Regions from separate parts of the Rattus norvegicus genome. Here region 1 is linked to region 2. Evidence: chromatin contacts called from public Hi-C data. All regions are on one chromosome and are shown on one strand. Each heading gives the region's core, a stretch centred on a gene start, on an enhancer-like site or on the middle of the called end of the contact. The rest is flanking DNA. Distances are from core to core; before and after follow the strand shown.

Region 1 (3,228 bases), core at 325-2,824, 290 kb before region 2:
CACATGAGGATCTGCATTAAAAGGTTGCAGCCTTAGAAGGGTTGGGAACAACTGGCTTAGGAGATGGCCAAGCCCCATGCCTTGGACACTCACGGCATCTGGGAAGTGAATGGATGGAAGGATGTCAGAGGCTGTTTTCCATAAGTCAGGCACTCACTTCTTGTCTCCATGGAGTGCTGGTGGGCTCGGCTGGAAGCCCCTGGGAGGACCAAGCTTAGCAGCAGCAAGCACAGAAGCCACGTCTTCAGGGCCATGCTCCGTCTTCCTGGATGATGCCCGGGAGTTCGGATCCCACAGGGGATGGTGCAGCCTGGGGGTAGAGGTGCAAGGGTGAGCTGTATACACAAAGCCAGGAGGGACCCTAGGTGGTTTGCACAGATATATAGGTGTGCATGGTGTGTGTCTGCGCTTATGAGGTGTGCAAATGCATATTAGTGCACATAGCTACAATTGTCAGGGGAGAGTGAGTGAGCTGTGCATAGGTGGCTGTCTTGGGACATCCTTGGGCCTGTCTGTCCATCTATGCCAGGAGCTGGGAGGAAGGCACCCAGGCCTTAGTGGGAAGCAGATTTATGGGATACCCTGTGGTTAGCAGAGGTGGAGAACAATTTGCTCAGCCTCAGAGGTAGCTAGAGATCGGGGAGTAGAGATTGGGGACCTCAGTGCCCAGTCCTTCCCCACACTTGGTCTGGGCCCTTCTGACACTGAGAGCCAGGCAGTCAATGGAGGACACTTAGCACCCCCATCCCTAGTGAGCTCACTCACGGCTCCTACAGTAACCGGGGACTTCAGCCCTAGTTTGCTAACACTCCAGAGTGAGCCTGCGGCACCTGCCTCTCCTCCCAGAGCCCCCTTGAATAACAAGAGAGGGCTGCTGCTGTTGTGTGTGGGAACTGGTGCCCTGCTGAGGGAGAGTGACATAACACATAGCGTCCATCTGTGATACTTCCTGCAGGGGACCCTTTTCTCCTCCTCTACCCGTGACATTTCAGGTCCTATTAGAAGGTGCTCAAGGAAGAGCTCCCCAAGCCCCCACTCTGAGCTGATTTTGATCTCCAGCTCCTCCTTGTCCACACAGAGCCGTCTGTCAGAGCTCTCTAAAATGCCTACCCGCTACAGTCCTGCTGGGATGTACCACACAGTGCAGGGGAACCCCAACCAGAGGAAATGAACATGCCACCATGAATCACTGTAAAGACTGCACCCACTCAGGCTAGGTGATGGGTACCTAGAATCCCAGCCAACCCTGGTTCCTGAGCCTTGGGTACCCACTTTCTGGAGTGCTGCAGACCTGTCTGCCCAGGGTGCCTTCCGGGCTCTGCTTGAGGTGTCCCACTGAAGGGCATCTTACTTGTCCTCCATTGAGGACAGCCCTTGAGTGTCAGAGACCGCAGAAGCGTGTGGTCCTAGACCACAGACCACAGGCAGCTCTCTCTGCTTGTCCTGTTTGGGGCCGGCACCTGGCTACCCAGTAAGCCGGGCAGAAGTCACAGCAACACCCACCCCTCTCCAGCACTGCCAAGTTACTCACCCTCTGTCCCTTGAGTGGTGATAAGGCTGCCTGGGCGTGAGGTGAGGCCTGCCTGGCTGTGCACCTTTTATAGGCCAACAAGGAGCAAAAGACGCCCCCGGTCCCCTCCTTGAGATGGCGTCTTTGCTTATAGCCTGCAGTTCCCACTGCGCCTCTTCTCTCATGAAGACACTCCGTCTTTTTTTTTCTTCTTCTTTTCCTTTCTTTTTACCTTAAAAAAAAAAAAAACACCCAACAAAAACCCCTCTCGTCAGTGATGTGATTTGTTCCTTCCTGAATTATATAATTTCATTTGGGCCAAGTGCTTTAAAACACATTAACCTCCCCCTCTTCACGCTCGCCTTTGGGCAGACGCCACAGTGACGTGTCCACCGGTCCTCTAATGTGAACGTGGCCATCAAACTGGAATATGGCCTCTTCTGAATACGTGCCCCCCCTTCTCTGCCTCACTTGAGCCATGACTTCCGGGAATGGTGGCCAGGAAGTCCCTCAAACCCAGGTGGGTGCTTCCTACTCTGGTTGTCCCCTCAGGTTGCTTCTCCACCTGTGTGGCCTCTAGACACATTCCTTTTATTCATCCTGACTCTGTGACTTAGAACAGGCCAGATTGTTGATACAAAACAAACAGAAGCCTGACGTTGTGGTACATTACTGTAACCCCAGCACTGTGGAAAGTGAAGCAGGAGGATGGCTGTGAATTCAAGACCAGGCTGCCTCCATAACGCAGAAACAAATTAAAAAAATTGAAAACAGAGAGTGTTACTTTTATTGTAAAGAAGGTTTAAAGGTTGGACGTGGCAGCGCTGGTCCTTAACCCCAGCGCTGAGGTTGCGAGAGCAGAGGTGTGGAAGATCTGTGACGATCACTGGCCAGTCAGCTTAGCCAAATTGACAACCTCCAGGATCAGTGATTCAAAAACAGAAAGTGGAAAAATGAGTGAGGAAGACTCCACATTAATCTCTGGTCTTCATGCACAAGTGCACAGGGTCCCCTCATAGATGTATACATACATCACCCCATAATACATGGCTGCACGCATGCACACACACACACACACACACACACACACACACACACTCTTTTATACACACACCTTTAAAAAGGAAGTCTATTGTGTTGTAAAGGCAATTTACATGTGATGAGAAAAAAAACAGAAGAGCCTGGATAATGTGAAAAGGCCAGTGTTCGCGTGTCGGGTGTTTACGTCTGGGAGTTCCCTGTGCCTTCTGTAGACTCATTCTGCTTTACAGGTGCTGAGCCTCATTCTTTTGTCACCATATCCTGGAAGGGTTAAAATATCTGTAGGTCTGTGCTGTCGAAAATGACTGTGCAATATTTTGCCATTTAACTGGCCCTGTCATCCCCACGTCAATAGTTACAGATTATACAAAATGTCATCTAAATGCAGTAGAACATTCTTGAAGGAGCTGTGCATGAGAAGAGACAAAGCAAGCATCTCCCCCGGATCACCATTTCCTGTAGAAAAGCTTCAGGCTGCCACTTCACCCTTTGGTCACCTGGTCAGTGCAACATTTGCGTTCTCTTCCTTGGAGAGAGAATGGGTGCCTCTTCCCTTAGAAGAGGGCTCTGGCCAGTGGGCTTCTTGGGAGATCTGGTAGGGGGTGGGTATGGTAAGGATGAGGAGGAGGGCATAGCCTGAAGATTAGGGTCAAGGGGAGTCTTAAACTTTTGCTTGG
Region 2 (3,287 bases), core at 630-3,129:
TCCCCTAGACGGACATGTGCAAAACAGCTCTGGGGAGCCTAGCTTGTGACTCACAGGCAGTCTCCCCCGCCCCCGACACTGCAGCTGTGGGCAGCATGGCCACCTTCTGATTCACGTTTTCCAAGGTTACCCAGAAAAATGGAAACCATCTGGATGCACCAGCTCCCACTCAGATGGACGCCCACACTGTTCTCAGACTGGCATAGAAGCTTCCATAGTCCCTGCTTGCCCAGAGCAGTTTCCTCAGCTGTAACGTCTGTCTGTCTCCATCATCATCAAACTCCAGGCCCACTGACCCAGAAGGCATCCGCACAGGGTGCCAAATGAACATGGAGCTGCCTGCCTACAGCCAGGGTCTTTTAAAGTCCCCTTACTTGCTGTTCTCCTGGGTAACTGTCCTCATACCAACTACAGGACAGCCCGTGGTGCTCCTTCAATGAACCATTTCTTGTCTGACTTGGGCAATGACACTAGGGTTCCTCTCTAATTTGGGGTTTTGGATATAATGCAAAAAAGGAGGGATGTCCGGAAGGAAAGGGTGTCCTGGGAGAGTCCTCAGAAGTTCCCAGCATATGCTGTCTTGGGAACACCACTCTAGCCGTGTGCAGCTGGCCACTGACAGTCCGACTCCCTGTGTGTGTGTGCGCACACGCATGCTGATTTATGAAGAATTTTCCCGGAAGATAAGCCCCACCTGCGTTTTAGATCTAAGAGTACCCAGTACAATGTGGAGCCTGGTAAAGCGTGCTCTCCTTGCTAGCTGCAGGGCCAGACTCCCTGGCTCTATTCCTACTCCCACATTGGCTGCCTGGCCCAGTTTTCTGGGGACAGTAACGGTTCATCTAGAGACTGCTGGAAGCCTGAAGGAGACACACCAGCTTTGAGGCTCCCGGAGAACACTCAGACAGACTTGGGGGTGGGAGAACGGCAGAGAAAGTACCAGCTCGAAAGTCACTACTGTAGGGACCTAGAGCGTCCCCTGCCCTCTCTGGTAGGGGGTGGCTTAAGTGTCCCTTTTAACAGCCACCCAGGTCCATTTGTATTGAATGAGTCACCCCTCTAAGGCCACCATGTGAAGCTTACATGGTTGTAAGAATCCTCTCATTCTCCTGTTCATGCAGACAGTTGCCCATCCCTGCTGTGGGCTTCACCCCTCTCCCAGCACCTTCACAAGCTTTGGGAGGTTTGGACCCTGTTTGTAGTCATGTGGAGATGCTGGTCTGAAGGGGGGGTCTTGTCTCTAGAGGACCGCAGAGACCTGTGGGATGGATGGTGGTGGATCTGGTGCAGAAGTGGGCCTGAGAGGTCCTTTGCCTGTGTCACCTGCGTGTTAGCAGAGGATATGGAGAATGGGTAACCAGTATGGGGGAGGGGGGAATGGGGAGAGGACAGCCTGGCTGCAGTTGGAAGAATGAGAGGAAGTTGGGTAGGGGAGCACACAAGAACAGGGATGACAACCGAGGCTCTGTGATGCTTCAGAAGGCCCTACCCTTCCCAGGAAGGTGGCTTGTGCCACACTGCAGAGAGTATCAGTTAGGAAACAGAATACCTTAAGGATTGTGTGTTCAGGAGGCTTGGAGGCATGGGGGAGGGGCCGGAAGTCGTCAGAGGCCAGCATTCCCTTCCTTTCTGGAAGCGTGACTGGAGGGGAGGAATAAGGATAGCTATAGTGTGCTGGGTGTGCAAGGGTTGGAGTTTGTCTGGCTTTGGTGTGGGCCTGGGGCGTTTCAGTAGTGTGGTAGGGAATCCACTGCTGAGACGGCAGAAACGCCCCTGGCAAAGTGCCTCGCGCTTCAGAAAGCGGCTGCTTCCTGGCCAGACAAGGAACCAGAACCAGACAGTCTTTTCACGAGGTGACCCTTCGCAAGGAAGGAGGCACAGGCCTCTGAGATTTGAAGTCACCTCCCCCACTTAAAGATACTTGAAACAGCTGCCAGATGGGCCACCTCCCCACGTTTCAAGGCTGCCATCTGGTGGAAGTCTGGGGAATAGCAACTATCTTAAACAAGACCCTTTCTACTCCAGGGGCTCCAGCAACTGTTGACAGGTAAGGTGGACAACATATACCCCTAAAGATCATTTTGCCTGGGAGAAAGAGCATCTCTGGGCCTAGTTGATTGACTGGCAAGCAGAGATGGTGATTGATCTACAAAGTGTCACTTGCCTCCCTCCAAGTAAGCAATGCACAAGATACACGGTACTCATGGGTTCAAATCTTGCCCAGCCTTTGAAGCTAACTCCCATGAACATGACTTTGTTCTTGTGTGTAGGGAATGATGGCCACAGAGATCAGTGTCATCACGTAGCATATGCCTAGTGCCCCTGGTTATTCCCTCTCCAGCTATATTGTTCTCGTGACCCATCAGCTCCGGAGACCCACTGTTTAGAAGACCAAATAATGTCTCCTCCACTGAAGGGTCTGGAGTGGGACAGATTAGCCTGGACTGGTCAGAGTCCTGATGAGAAGGACATGGTGATGCACTTTGGGAGTGGCAAACACAGTGAGGAAACAGACCCTCCTCTGTAGAGCCTCCAAAAGAATTAACCTGCTGAATGGCTTCCGTTCCAGGAGGCTGAGTGTGGACTTTCAGCCTCCAGAACAAGAGATAGAACCAGTGTGGCTTTAGAACCCCATTTCCCCGGCTATAGCATCTGTTGCAACTTGACTTGGGAAAATTAATGCCAAGATCAAGGTTCAGAGGTCAAAGCTCAACAGATGTCTAGACACTGAAACTCACCGGCGCCACAATGTGCAAGTAAATGACCTGAAAACTAGCGGGGTCTCACCCTTGTGTCCCTCGGGTTGGTTCTAGGTCATTTTTATTTATTTCTTAAGGCTGGTGAGATGGCGCCGGTGCCGCGGGGAAAGCACTTGCCACTCAAGCCTAAGGTCCTGAGTTTGATCCCCTTGAACTACAACAACAACAACAACAGCAAATATGTGTGGACAAAAGTGGAAGGAATAACCAACTCCACAAACTGTCTTCTGGATTCCACATACGTGCTGTGGCAAGCGCATCCCCCACGTCATAAGCGCACACACACAATAATAATTCTCATTTGTCAGTATCTAAAAATCACATTTTCACACCATTTTTTTCCTACCTGAAACCCACGTCTCCCCATGGTGATATCTGGACTTGGCAACCAGAACCTTCCAAACCTACTTCCCTCCCACCAGACTTTGAAGATTGTGTTGTCACTATGGCACAGGAGCGTAGTTTAAAGAGGTCGCACTGTAGTGGAAGACATGAATGACAGCCAGTTATTTCTCCACTCAAACCTTC

The links. Hi-C and Micro-C count contacts between places; a contact is called where the count stands out from the background.
Region 1: a Hi-C map of the A7r5 cell line shows a contact between it and region 2, with 5 times the contacts expected there. The contact joins the promoter of Prlh here to the enhancer-like site in region 2. A contact is called at or near these places in 6 of 12 Hi-C or Micro-C datasets (the A7r5 cell line, Schwann cells, frontal cortex and 2 more).

What each region holds. Positions count from the first base shown.
Region 1 is chr9:98,992,509-98,995,736 of GRCr8, reverse strand. Prlh (prolactin releasing hormone) reads right to left here and starts at 1,574. Exons shown (of 3, transcript NM_022222.2): 1 at 1,528-1,574; 2 at 158-310. The coding sequence starts at 254.
Region 2 is chr9:98,701,908-98,705,194 of GRCr8, reverse strand. It overlaps LOC134480410 (a long non-coding RNA gene), which reads left to right. Exons shown (of 2, transcript XR_010054867.1): 2 at 1-3,287. Among named protein-coding and RNA genes, the nearest start is that of Cops8, 49 kb to the right of the region's middle. Within about 2 kb of position 1,879, at least 35 of the 93 cell types and tissues checked have an H3K27ac peak or open chromatin away from gene starts, as enhancers often do. A contact at or near this core is called in the A7r5 cell line and Schwann cells, where this site is marked.